Regions from separate parts of the Mus musculus genome. Here region 2 is linked to region 1. The links are chromatin contacts, called in public promoter capture Hi-C maps. All regions are on one chromosome and are shown on one strand. The core of a region is the stretch at or near the end of the contact, and the rest is flanking DNA. Distances in the headings are between cores, read along the strand shown.

Region 1 (6,845 bases), core at 3,657-6,156:
CATTTGGCTTTATGTTACAAATTGCTTCTACGTTTGGCAAGTGTTGCAGATTTTGAAGCACAAGCTATTAGAACTAACTACTTTGGTTTCAGTATCACTTTAAGATAGCAAGACTATTCCCCCACCCCCTCCCTGTTTCTCAAAACTCATTGGGAAAATCTGAATATTTTCCCAGCACATTTCTGCAACCATTAGATCAGCTCATTTTATAAGGAAAAGAAACTATACCTCAGTGAGAGGAAGACATGGCCCCAAGACTCCCTTTAGAAACCCCTCACTTTAGAAGATTTTCCTGACAGGTATGATAGTTCATTACTTTTGAAGTATTTTAAGCAGCCATGAGAGTCCATTGGCACTGTGCCACTGTGGCTGTTGTAATTGGTGAGTACTTGGGGAAAGACAGAAAGACTGAACCTAAAGACTGCTTGGAGCTCTACTGGGAAAGCCTCAGGAAAGCACATGAAGCCACCAGATAGAAGAAGCCATTACGGTTCAAGAGTAAGTGCACCCTAGGCTGGCAGTTGCCTAGCCCTGATTCCTATGCTGTCTAACAGAGGGCTTGCTTACAGTAGATGCAGAAGAAAGGAAGAGGGGCAGAAAGGAGGAAATATTAACTGCCTGGCCTCCCAGAAGAGAAACGAATGAATGGCTTCCTTTCCTCAGATAAGACTTGCACTTGCTACTTTTCCCCACATTCAAATTGGCGGCTTTTGCTTACACATGATGCTTACGTATGACTGCTTCAGGGGAAAGCAGACCACTTAGGAGATGTGGTTCGCACACACAGAAAACCCATAAAGAATTGTTTCCTACATGTGTGCTCCTCCACTGGAAGCTCAAACGTAATAGCCATGCAACCAAAGGGCAAAGTTGGTACTCTCTCTCCACCCAGTTTTCCCAATCTAAATCTCTTGCACACAGTCTTGGGAGAGGATAAAAAAATGACATTTAGAGATCCATAAACTTGGCTTGGATCTTCTCTCCTGAGATAAGCTGGTAGCAGTTAGGGAAAATCAAATGTATAAAGAGGCATAAAGTATATGCAATTATTTTCAGGCCTCAACCAAACAATGTCTTTGTGAGCAGAGAAAATGTCAAACAATGGGGGAGAAAGCTCTAGGAACTTGTCGGGAAAAGTGTATAGGAAAGATAGTATAAACTTCCTGCTGGAGGCACGCTAATTCTGACTGGCAAGCCACTTTCAGTAGGAACAGCCTCTTTCTAGAATTTAAGCAATGCTCCATCACTGTGTTTGATTAACTAACATCTCACTCCACCACCAACATGATAGGAATTTCAAATAATTCCCCATGCCTCTTTTTTCATTTGTATGAATCTAAATTTTAAGTAAGGTTTCATAACTGGATAATTTTGCAGTGCAATACTGTTGCAATCAGCTTTTAACCCTTCTTATCTTGCAGAAATAGGCATACAGAAATAAATAAATAAAATTTATTTCTTTTACTAAATAAAAATATGTCATTATGTTGCTACTACTGATTTCATTTCAAGTGATTAACTTTAATTTGATGAAAAGCAATATTTATAACGTTGCTAATCTTAAGGCAAAGGCAATTCAGTGCTAATTAATACCAGGAACCCCATCCCCTTAGCAACTATGCATATCATTATAATTTGCTCAGGCCTTAGGTTTTATTGGGTGACTACTGTATGCAAGACATTCTGCTATAAGTGCAGAGACTGAACTATATAGTTGCTGAGTAAGGCTAGAAAATACCTGAAGTGATATTCGCATTGGCTTCTCACTATAAACCATTCATACACATTCGTTTTATTTATTAGCTCTTGGAGAGAAAAAGAAAGAGGTGGCAAGTTTGGCCTTTGGGCACCTAATCTAAAAATCTCTGTTGGTGGTCTTGTGGCTTTGGGAGCTGGAGACACGGGATGTATAAGCCGGCATTCCTAGGAGCACACCCATCCCCCTTCCTTATCCAAATAGTCTCATTCCTAAATCCACCAGGCAGCCTGGCTCAGCCCGGAATCTGGCTTGGTTTGCAAGCTGTTGAGAACCTCAGCACGGGATGCCAGAGCCACTGAGACTAGGAGCTGAAGCCAACCAACAGCCTGGGACACACACACACACACACACACACACACACACACAAATCTGCCTGTCCAGTACACTAAAGCCAAGAAGCATAGCTGGGAAGAGATCTTGCACATTATCTAGCCCAGCGTCTGCCCTCTTTTTACAGATGATGAAAATGAGACCCAGGGAGGTAGAGGATTTGCACATAGAAATCCCTGGTAACCAGGAGCTGAGATGGAAACAGAGCTTTGTATCAAAGACTGTATCAGACCCACTGCACTGCCCCACTCCACGCCTAAATAATTCTTATCGAGTGTAAGTCCAAACGGGGCTGGGGGTTGGGGGGACGGGGGGGGGACGGGGATGCTGGTGCTAATTGTTGGTACCACACCAGCTGTCCGGCTCACTAGGCATAACAATTACCATAATATGTCTGAGAACAGGAGCCTAATAAAATACTAGGCTATGTAATAATTCTTATGATCGAAAGTAGTAATAAACCCCTAGAATTCCATCAACACTTTCTCTATAGTTTCAAGATTGCGTATGCAATCTGGACAACAAAAACCACAAAAACGCCCTTGGCGCAGCTCAAGGAAGAACTTGACTCTCCGGAGGGAAACTGGATCCATCCTTCTCACTGCAGCAGTCTGAGCATCTGGCACCGACCGTGAGAGGCGCCGGTGCAAGACTTCCCTCTAGTCTTTCTTCTAGCCTTTGTGCTGAGGGTTGCCTCTGGAGATCTTGGGACTCTGGCCCCTTCCTCCCACAGTCTAATTCCCCAAGTCCCTCAGAGGTTCCAGCCCAGGGTGTGGGAAGCTCGCTGAAGCTCCACGAGGCCACTCCCAGTTGAGCACGGCTCCACCTCGGGCCACCCCGCCTGACAGCAACCCTGCGTGTTGGCGCTTGTGCGCTCCTCCTCGCCAGTTTCGCCCTAATCTGTCTGGCAGCCCAGTTCCCCACCAGCACCGGCTTTTCCCCTCCCAGATTGGTAGTTTCTGCTCCTCTGGAGAAGGTATGGTTTCTACTAACAGTAGGCGTTTCTCCCGACGAGCCTCTGGCCAGTCTTGATACCGGGGGTGTGTGGGGGTTGGGGGGTGCTCAGTCCTCACTGTCCCTTCCCCGAACTCAGCCGGGGCTGCCAGCCTTCCTGCCCGCGAAAATCTGCCCTCCCCACCACCTTGTGCCACGTTGGTGGGTGGGCGCATGGGAAGGCAACAACCCGGCCTTGAACCCTAGACCTCTGGACGGAACCCTCCAAGGCGCCAATAATTCAAGTAGACAGGAAGGTCAAAGGCGATCGGTGCTGCCTGCGGCTCTGCAGGCAGGCGAAGCCGAAGCAAAAGGGTAGGGGAGTGGTATGTTCGGAGAGCTGGCACAGAGTGATCCCTGGGCGGCCGCAGAAGCCGCTCTGCACCGGTGGCACAGAGGCTGCGGGGGCGGAGGCCCCGCGGTGGCCGCTGCCGGCACCACCAGCGCATTCCTGACAGTAGGCGTCACGGGCGCTGGCTCCGGCCATTCACCCATCTCCCTCAGCCTGGAACACCCCACGCAACCCGGAGGCTTTGGGGATCTTCTCCCAGCTCAGCCTGCGCCCCTGCCCCCAAACCAGATGGCTGGTGACACCCATGAGGGGCTTCCTCCGCGAGCGGGAGGGCTTCCACGCTGCTCTGTATGCTCCAGCACTGGGCCACCCTGGCGGCCCGCTCCGGCACGGCTCCAAGGAAGGACAACACAAGGCCATGCGGCCACCAGAGGCTCCTCCAGCAGGGTCACTCCGGACACCTAGCGTCCTCCTGTCCCCAAGACCACAATCACTCCCATTGCTGCCCCTGCCCAGAAAGGATAACATTTTCCGGCGGCTCGGGACCGGGAAGTCCCTCAAGGAGCCACATTAGCAGACAGGGCACCAGATCCCGAGCCCCCGGGCGCACCGGTTCAGACCGCCACGCGGTGTGCCGAGTCTTACCTGAAGTGTCCCACAGGCTCAACTCTATTCTTTGTGTGTCGATTTCAAAACTGGCAGTGTAATTCTCAAACACCGTAGGGACGTAATTCTGGACGAACGAAAGGGACAGAAGAGGAAGGTGGCAAAGAGATTATTAAAAACACGACCCGTAGATCGAACACTTGAAAAACCACCAAGCCCCCAATTAAAAAACCACCACCACCAACAACCTCACACTCCTTACACAGTAAACACGCAGCCCCCTCCCGAGAGCCCACCCAGGTCTCCCCACCCGGCCTCCCACACTGAAACCAGCAAGTTTCTGGGGCCAAGAGCCCAGGGTGCTGGCGGGTCCCAGCCAAGACCCTTCCAGGACACTTTCGCTTCCCGGCCGTGTGGCGGCAGAGACGGCTGGGCATGAGAAAGATTTTCAAGAAAATCAGTGAAGCAGGAGAAAGGCGCAGTCCTCCAGACCGGGGACCCCACCAGCCGCTCCCCTCAAGACGTGCGGGTCACACTCACTTCTGGGAAGCAGTCCTTGGCGAAGACGTGGAGCAGCGCGGTTTTCCCACACTGGCTGTCGCCCACTACTACTATCTTGCATTTCACGTTCTGATTAGGATCCATGATAGATTTACTGGATAATTTCTGGCTGGCTCTTCTCTCCTTCATTGATGTTGCCTTATTTTCTCTTGGAACAGGAATTTTCTCTTTAGAAGAAAAAATATATATATATATATACTTCTCTCTATAAAAAGCAGATATAAAAATAAATCGCAAGGCCGGCGGGAACCCCTTTAAGCACAGCGGAGTGGAGGAGGAGAGGCAGCGGCTCTTTACTCCTCTCCTACAAGTTTTCTGCCTGACTCCGCGCCTCTCTTCCCAAGTCCAATTCCGATCGGTCTGCTTTGTTTCACGCTCTCCGCGCCGCTTTATACGCCCAGCCTTCCAATCCGCTCCGCTTTCTCAATGAGAGAAGGAAACCGATCCGCCTCCTCCCCTTTTATGGAGCCTGGGAGCCAGCACGGCCGCCCCGTTGGCGGAAAGTGTAAGCAGCGCGCCCTCTAGGGTGGCGTGCAGGATGGCTTGCAGACCCAGGTTCTGGCATAACCTGAAGGTGCCAGGCAGGATTTGCAGATGGGTAGGTTGTTCAGGGCCAGGGTGAGGGGAAGCAGATAATCTGTGCACATGGATTTGCATTGGGATTCCTTTCAAATTGCTTTCCAAGGGGCTCGCCTCCAGAAGCCTCGTCATCATTTGTGAAAATAAAAAAAAAAATTCCCAATCAAATTAATAATACAGAAGTAAATCTTGGAAGGGAAAGGCTAAGTTTTTGTGTTCCCAAACCCATAAAATCATTATCTATCTATCTATCTATCTATCTATCTATCTATCTATCTATCTATCTATCTATCTATCTACCTACCTATCATCTATCTTCTATCTATCTATCTATCTATCTATCTATCTATCTATCTATCTATCTATCTATCTATGTATCTATCTATGTATCTATCTATCTATCTACATATATAGTACATAATAACATAGATGATTTATTTCAAACACTAGAACTCGTTTTCCTTGACCTTTGTAGAGGACTGGCTTTTTAAACTGTCAGATTCAGCTATTCCAGAGAAGGTAGGAGGCTTTGGGGAGTGACATGATAATGTGAATAGGTGCAGGGGCGAGAAAAAAGAGAGATGACAAAAACTATCAGAAACTTGGCCGCAACTGCCACTCTCTCTGTGACAGCTCTAGAACCAGGGGTCTAAGCACTCTTTGCTCCCTTCAGCTGTACCCTCCCTCCTTCACCTAAGAATCAAGGAGTTGGACTTAAAAAGCACACATGCTCATTGTGGAAAATTTAGGGACTCCCCTCCTCCACACACGTACTCCAGTCATTCCAAGTCTCCCTTTCAACAAGTCTTAGAAGAGACAGACAAGACTGTGTTTGTTCTCTTGTCTTCTGAGAACAGTGTCTTCATTGCCAGTCACCCCGACAGCCAGGAAGCGTCAGTTATTAAATTTGTAGTGAAGGTGTCTGGGAAGAAAGTTCAGCCTGTGAAGGGCTTGGTCAAGTGCGACTTGAATTTCACCACCAGCACCCATATAAGGAGGCACTCCTGAGACAGACCCAGAGGATCCGTGGGGCTTGCTAGCCAGCCAATCCAGTCAAATTGAGGAACTCAGGATTCAGTGAGAGGCCATGACTCAAAGATAATGTAGATAGAAATTGAGGAAGATAAACAACCTCTGGCTTCCACACATATACTAAACACATACATATAAGTACTTACACATACACACACAACCCTTTAAGGAAAGTATAGTGACTGAATATGTAGTGAATTACTAGAATCATGAAATCACAGGACCTAGAATGCTATCTTACTTCTTTCAGACTCGAGAACCTTGAAGTCGTCCCCTAAAGACAGTCCTGAATCTATCTTTGGGGATAGGTGTGTTTTACACAGGCTGACCATGGAAAGGGCAGAGCTGGCCGAGGTCATATGTCTGCATTTGCCAAAATTTGCTTGGCAGAGCTTTATTCGTTTGCCCCAATATCATCTCTTAAAGTCTTAGGTTGCACTGTCATGTCACAGAGGGAAAAGTATCCTATGTGAACTTCATAGAGTTTACCCTAGCATTTCCCTAGTCTTCCTAGTGCGGGAAATGCTCCTCAAGCTGTTTGTGTGGTCGAGGGAGATTGGGCAGAGCAGTGGGGGCTTTCAGACAAAGATGCATTTAGGCCATGAGCTTCACAGCTTCTGGCTAAGTGACACTGGAGTAGTCATTTCATCTCTGTAAGCCTTAGCTTTATCTTCTTTAAAATAGGTTTCATGA
Region 2 (7,049 bases), core at 4,183-6,682, 2.0 Mb after region 1:
GACCTTATAATCTATTACTTGTTAGGAAAATAGCAAATCAGAAAACATTAAGGGAAAAATAAAAGAGGAAAATGTCACTAAGTGCCAAAATAAAACAGTAAAAATTCCAAACATATCAATGTGTTAAATAATTTAGAAAGGAGGTAAAGAGTGTTCAAACTGTTCGAGAAAATAATTTAAGCAAGCAAAGATGTCACGGTGATAGCGATCTTGAAAGCAAGAAGGCAAGGACAGCAGAGAAGCTTAAAGTCAAGAGCTAATATAACCATTTAAGGCACCATGAAAAGATTAGTACGAACTTGTATTAGGGAGTATAAAAACATGCATCATTGAATGTTGCTTTGATGTGTATTACAGAAGATCTTTCAAACTTAAAGCTGTGGAATTTAGACACTAGGTCACAGATATACAATACTGGGAATTCTTAAGCAAAGAAATACAATTTACTTTCTATTTTTTGATAGGTGATAGAATTAGCCTTGAAGCAAGAAAACCAGATCAAAAACAGTTTGAGTCTCCAAGGCACGGGATAGGACAACCTGGGTGCTACAGATTTGTGAGTTTGTCTTCTCAGTAATAAAGTTAAGAAAGCCAAATTCATTTCTAAGATGTAACTACTCACTAATGTAATATCAAAAAAAATTACCCCCAAAACAGGAAATTACTTAGGAAGATTTTGACTTCCAAATCAATCCATGAAAGTTTGATAAAGTCAGAAAATTGAACCATGAAGTGTTAATTAACTCTGGAAAGGAGCTCAAGACCTCATCTCATTCTTTCTATAAATCAGAGGAGAGTTACAATCAAGAACAGAGCCAGCTAGGGGCACTCTGTTGGGCAAAAGCAAAGCCAGCTGATTAAAAGTACAAAAAATTTTATGTTCTTGGTGATTTAAAAGCACATACAAAAAGAAAAGGAAAATGGAAAAGAAAATACTTTAAAGACAAAACATGTTTTATTCTGAATGGATATGGAGAAAGACAGCTTTATACACAATCATATTTTAACAGAAATTTCTACTGGAATGTTTTGAATATTGTTACTATGCAAAAAAATTTTTTCAGTAAATATTTAAGAATAAAAAAAGACCCCTCCAAAAACAGTTCCTTCTCTCACATACTATTTAAAGCTCATTTATCTGATTTATTTGTACGGTCCTTTTCAGTAGTATATTCTTTTAATTGTGTAACTGACAAGCATAATTTTCCCCAAAGATATGTGCATCAGGAGGCAATAATTTAACCTATATGATAGGTAATTGAGATAAGCCTGAAAGCAATTATGGTTAAGTTATGCTTGTTATTTCTAGGTATTTGCTAATCGATTCAGCCTGAACTGGAGAAAATGGCACTCTAGTTTATCTTATACATTAAGGGTAGAAAATCGCGAACATATCACTTCTTGAAGTAACTGGCTGCATTTTAACTTTGCAAACCCTTTTTTAACCCTAGATCATTACTGTCTAGTTTGCATACTGTTTTATAAAGAAGCTATACAATGTCTTGTCATATTCAGTAACATTTCAAAGACCACAATAATCTAGCATTTTCTTTATCTTTGGCTGGTCTAAGCCAAGTAACTTAAATGTGGGCAGTGCAGCAGATAACAGGAGGCTGAGCTGTTCCAGGATCCTGGTACATACCAAAATTCACACCTTTTTTTCCCTTGCATTAAAAAAAAAAGCCATAATATGTGCATATATGGACATCTTGTATAATTTAAATCATCTCTGGATGCTACCTAACACAATGTACATGCTATCTCTATAAGTAACTATATAGTTGTTTCACGTGTTAAATGTGACTATGACAAGGCAAAAAGTCTGCTTGTGGTCTGGAAATTGTAATTTATTTTTCATGTACTATAAGCCCATGTTAGATGAAATAATGGCCACAGAATTCTGCAGTTATAAAAGATCAACTATTTTTGAAGATTATAAAGCCCTTAGTCCCGAAAATCTAAAAGTTTTTAACAAACTTTAAAAAAGATGGATGGCAAAACTATACAGGTACCCTGCTTCTTCTCAATTATCTTCTCATTATAATTACTATTAATAATCCAGAGCATATGCAAAGAGAAGAAATGATGCAGGAAAACAATCAGTTCATCATTAAGAAAAGGTACACAGAGCTTTGAGAAAGAATCCTGGAGCCCTTAAGGATTCAGCTTAGCTTTACCATAAGCTAGGACCCATACTCTTAGGTAGGAAGTGGGCACTAGATAATGACCTAATTTTGAGAAAATAACAGCAATTTTCTTGAGACTTTCAGATCTGGTCTCCCAAAGTATTCATTATCCTCACAGAGGAAGAATGCTAAACATTTAAACAGTCAGGTGCACAGAACATATTAGACTAAAAAAAAAATTAATAATAGTAGAAAACCATGAAGCAAAAGTCAAAATATCTGAAGTGTGTAAGTATAAAGTAAACTAATTAGGAATATGGTCACTGGCACAGCTAAAGAGAAGGGGCCACAAAACAAACTGTGACCAGTGTATGCCAATTACTTAAAAAAATAAAGTAAAATCTGCACTGTACTAAAAATGAGTAGCTGGCATCTCAGGACTGCTAGTGCAACAGCACCGGGACAGCAAGGGTAAGCAGGCCAACCCCTTGCAAACTTACCTTGCCTGGCCCAATGGACACAGAAGGCCCCAGAAAAGAGAGAAGCGTCTGGCAGTAGCAAATTGTTTTATTTTATCTTTCTGTGGAAAGAAACTAATTTTAAATAAGAACCAGAGCATTAGAGAATAAATATTTTTTAAAGCTCATTATCTAGTTAGAGCAGCTCTACCAAGAAAACAAGAAGGGTTTTGTGCTGCTTAGAGATGGAAAGATACAGAAAAAGAATCAAGAGTTGTCTCTGCATATCCTAGGGAGTTTTAAAGTATTATTATTCGAGAGTAACAGAGCAAAAGAATCTTTTCTATAAGGAACTCCTGCAGGCAGAATCTTTTCAGTTTGGTGCCTTTGAATACAATTTTCTTATCCAAAATTAAGGGCTATATTCCAAATATAAAAGAAAACCACTTAACACTGAGCCATTCTACTCTTTAAAATAAAAAAAGCAAACAAACAAAAAAACACAAGTTCCTGTTTCCCCCTGTAATTTCACCAGTAACTTTAGCCTTCATTGCTCAAACCATCGTCAAACTCAATAGTACTCATTAGCAAAAGAAAATATACAACTGGCTTTCTAAAATATTCTGCTAATCAAAAATTTCATGACTTATCAAGATATTCAACTGGAATAACCCAGCCCACCTAAGAATCAGTGTATTATATAGAACCTAGCATAGGACAGAACTGTTGATGCACCTCAAGCTCTTGTCTTTCTTGACCACTTCTCTAGAAATTCTACCCGTGTTCCTGAGTCATCTTAAAACCTTTTAATCCAATCACTCCTACGAAAAAACGTCCATTTACGATTTGTGCTAGAGATTCAAGGGGCAACGCACAAGTAGGAGTATAGAAGCAATTATCATTCAAAAATTAAGTAGAAAATGAGCTACCTATTTGGCACTGTCCAGGAAAGAATTAGTAATAGAGCAGAAAATCCCTCCGCACCCCAAACAAGAGGAAGATACTCCAAGAATAAAATTCATTCTACATGAAAACCCCAAGTAACTACTATTTTTCTGATGCTAGGCTTTACACATTCACCACGATTATCTTCTGATATATATTTACTCCTAGACCATTAATAATTATAATGCCTGAAATAAAGTCACTAAGTTAAATAGATTAGATGTATACTCTCACTTTAAATTATTTGCTTGGTTTTCCAGATAGGGTTTCTCTGTCTTGGAACTCAGTCTATAGATCCAGGCTGGCCTTGAACTCAGAGATCTAACTGCCACTGCCTCCCAAGTGCTGGGATCAAAGGCGTGCGCCACCACAGCCGGCTTATTTTTTTTAAAGCTTAATTTTGTTGAGGAAGTCAGTTAATTTTTTCTCATACAGTCTTACTACATTCAAAATTTGGTTACAGACATGAGCAATGTAATGTTTTGTCTTGTTTGAAGACATTACGTGGATATAAACTAACCTTTAAAGGGCTGCAAGTACACCACTGACTTACATCTTAAATACATCTCGACACACTCAAACAAAACTAAGCAAGCCAAAGGGAAAGCGTCTTCTTACTTGTCCCATTGGAGGCCCTCCCATAGGGGGCATCATCTGTGGCATCATTCCATGAGGTACAGGAGGCATGTTTGCTCTCTGACCCATAGGGTGCATGCCCATTGGTGCATAATGCATGCCAGGATGCCCCATCTGAAAAATAATAAAAAGGGAGAGTGAGAGACAGTTAAATGCTTCTTTAAAATGTCATTTCAAAAACAACAACTAAAACCCATCAATTAAGGCACAATATTAAATCACTGTGATTAAATTACAGTATTAGCATATACTGAAGTTAATCTTAATTACACTACAGTGATTATTAGATGGGGCCTGAAAATTTACAAAATAATGGAAAAGTTAAACCCATTAGCGGATTACAACCCCTCTCCAATGACTTAACAAACTGTTAAATGACTGGTCAGACTTGGTGACTATGTATTGAATTCCAACTTAAAAAATTATTACGATGAACACAACTTCCGTCACCTTTATACACATAACCAGCTTATACTACTTAAAATTACATTCATATGGACAAGACCTAAAACAGAGTGCGGGTACCCAAGAGTACTTCACAAATGTTTTAATAGAGTTAAACTGTCCCAGACACTAACAAATTCATGCCGTTTTAGGGAGCTTAAAATATAATACTTCCATTGTTCCTGGCTTGAAACTAAGTATCCGCAGCCAATTCTCCCAACCGAATCCCCCAAGCCCTGCAAATCACCACCACTCCCGGAGAAATAAGACCGCAGCAGCCGCTCCTTAAGTCCCACAGACTTAAGTGTCCCTACTGTAAGTCAAGCCTGGGGCTCTCAGATGCACAGTCCGCCCGGGGCCCAGCACCTTCCTTCTTCCTAAGGCATCTATCTACCTAGGCCAAGACCACTGGCAAGTCCAAGGTCCCACCTATTTCTTTGTGTGTTCCCGCCCTCCATCTCTCCCCCTTGGGACGTAGCCCACCATCTGCAGCTCTCTTCCTGATATGCTCTTCTCCGTTTGGAGAGAGCTTCCTGTTTCTCTGACTCGGTTTTTCATTGTGCCGCTTTCCCCTACCCCGCCGATCCCTTACCGAGGGCCGTCTCCTCAGGAAGCCGTCAGCAGAGACCCAAGAACTGGAGCACAGGTTTGAGCCGGACAATCTCCGCTCCCCGTCCCCGGGACCCCGCGAGGGAGGTTGGCTCTCCATTTCACTCACCATGAGGCCTCCACGCTCGGCTCCAGTCCCCGGCCTCATCGTCGGGCTCAGACTGCTCCGTCGGCGGCCACTGCCGCTGCACATACCAACAAGAAGCGATCTGAGTGGCTGGCGCCCGCCGGGGCCAAAGGGTAAAGGCTGCCCTGAGCTGCGGGGCGGGATCAGCGGGGCCAATAAACTGACAGGCTTCCCTACTGTCCAATCAGAGCGCGAGACCGACAGGCAGCTCTGCGGCGATTCGCCCCCTGCCTCGCTCGGCGTCGCCTGCATGGAGGGGGGGGGAGGGGGGACGGAGGAAGTTTCTGCGTCGAGTGCTCTGCCGGGGAAACTCTACCAACTTCCCCCAGGAAAGGGGACACGGCGGGGACCCAGATTCCCGGGTTCGGGCCACCGCACCCCGTCGGGGGGTGGGGCAGTGGCGTCCAGCCCCTCGCCCTAGTTACGTTCGCCCCACAAACCTGAGGCCACCAGGGGTGGGGTGGGGGTGGGGCGGGGGAAGCGGCACCCGGCGTTAGCGGCCTAGTGCGCGCGCGCGCGGTTGCCCTGGGGAGGGGGTCGTGCCTTTGGGGGTGGGGGGGAGAAACTCGAGAGCTGCGCGCGCGCCCGGCATAGTGAAGGGCGGAGGCGCGAACTGTATCTGGCGGGGAGCGGTAAAGACAGAGATCTCTCGCCCGAGGGAGGAAGCGACTGGCGGTTAGGAAGGCGCGGAACTGCGGTCATGGGGCTCGAGAGGTGCGTGCCCACAGGACCCGAAAGGGTGGAATAAATGAGAGTGTTGTCGCGGCGGGCCATGGGCGCGCGCTCCCACGGCGCCTCCGGAAGCGGAGTCCCCGGGTAACCCGCTCTTGCACTCCCCTACGGTTCTGCGCGCGGTGGTTGGGTCCGCCGACGGCCGTCTCTGATTGGCTGTAGCCGGGGCGGGGCGTGGCGGTGGTGGACAGCCGACCTTCGCGGGACTCTCAGTCTTTCCCGCCATGTCGTTCGTGGAGAGTTGGAGGTTTGCGGGCGCGCGGAGGCGCCGTCAGGTTACCCCAGGCCCTGCGACTCGGCCCGGGTATTCCGACTACACTCAGGGGGACAGCTGGGGTGAGGGCGAAGGCGACGAAGACGAGGGATGCGACCAAGTGGCCCGCGACTTGCGGGCAGAGTTCTCAGCCAGGGCGTCGTCGGAGACCAAGAGGGCCCCGCTACTCCCCCGGGTCGGGGACGGGTCTCCGGTCCTGCCGGATAAGCGCAACGGCATCTTCCCGGCCACTGCGGCCAAGCGAACCCAGGCTCGGCGGTGGCCCATCCAAGCCCTTTCCATTCTCTGTTCGCTGCTGTTCGCCGTCCTCCTTGCTTTCCTTCTCGCCATCGCCTACATGATCGTTAAAGGTATTGAAGCCCAGGCCTTGAAAGGCTGTCCAGCGTAAAGTGCAGCCAGTACATCACACGCCCCCATTCACACTCTCCTCCCAAAGCGTTCCCTCGAGACTGCTATCGTCCCTTTTGTCTTCTCTCCCTAGATGGACGTCCTTGCTCCGTCATGAGACCCATTTAGAAAAGATCTTTGGCTAAATCTACAGTCTTTAATGCCGTAAAGGCATTGAACACTTTGAGTTGAAACAGCAGAGCCCCTTACTTTTAAAAGGATCAAAAAAGTACGTGTAAGAAAGTACTGCTGTACGTCCTAAGGCTGATGTTAAGAGACATGCTGGGTTTGCACTGTTCTCTGAACCTAGG

The links. Promoter capture Hi-C pulls out the DNA fragments that hold promoters and counts their contacts.
Region 2: a promoter capture Hi-C map of liver shows a contact between it and region 1, with 3 times the contacts expected there. The contact joins the promoter of Prpf40a here to the promoter of Rnd3 in region 1.

Annotation. Positions count from the first base shown.
Region 1 is chr2:51,144,205-51,151,049 of GRCm38.p6, forward strand. Rnd3 (Rho family GTPase 3) reads right to left here and starts at 4,907. Exons shown (of 5, transcript NM_028810.2): 1 at 4,521-4,907; 2 at 4,020-4,107. The coding sequence starts at 4,670.
Region 2 is chr2:53,185,822-53,192,870 of GRCm38.p6, forward strand. It overlaps Prpf40a (pre-mRNA processing factor 40A), which reads right to left and starts at 5,433. Exons shown (of 26, transcript NM_018785.3): 1 at 5,202-5,433; 2 at 4,148-4,279. The coding sequence starts at 5,411. It overlaps Arl6ip6 (ADP-ribosylation factor-like 6 interacting protein 6), which reads left to right and starts at 6,263. Exons shown (of 4, transcript NM_022989.4): 1 at 6,263-6,701. The coding sequence starts at 6,302.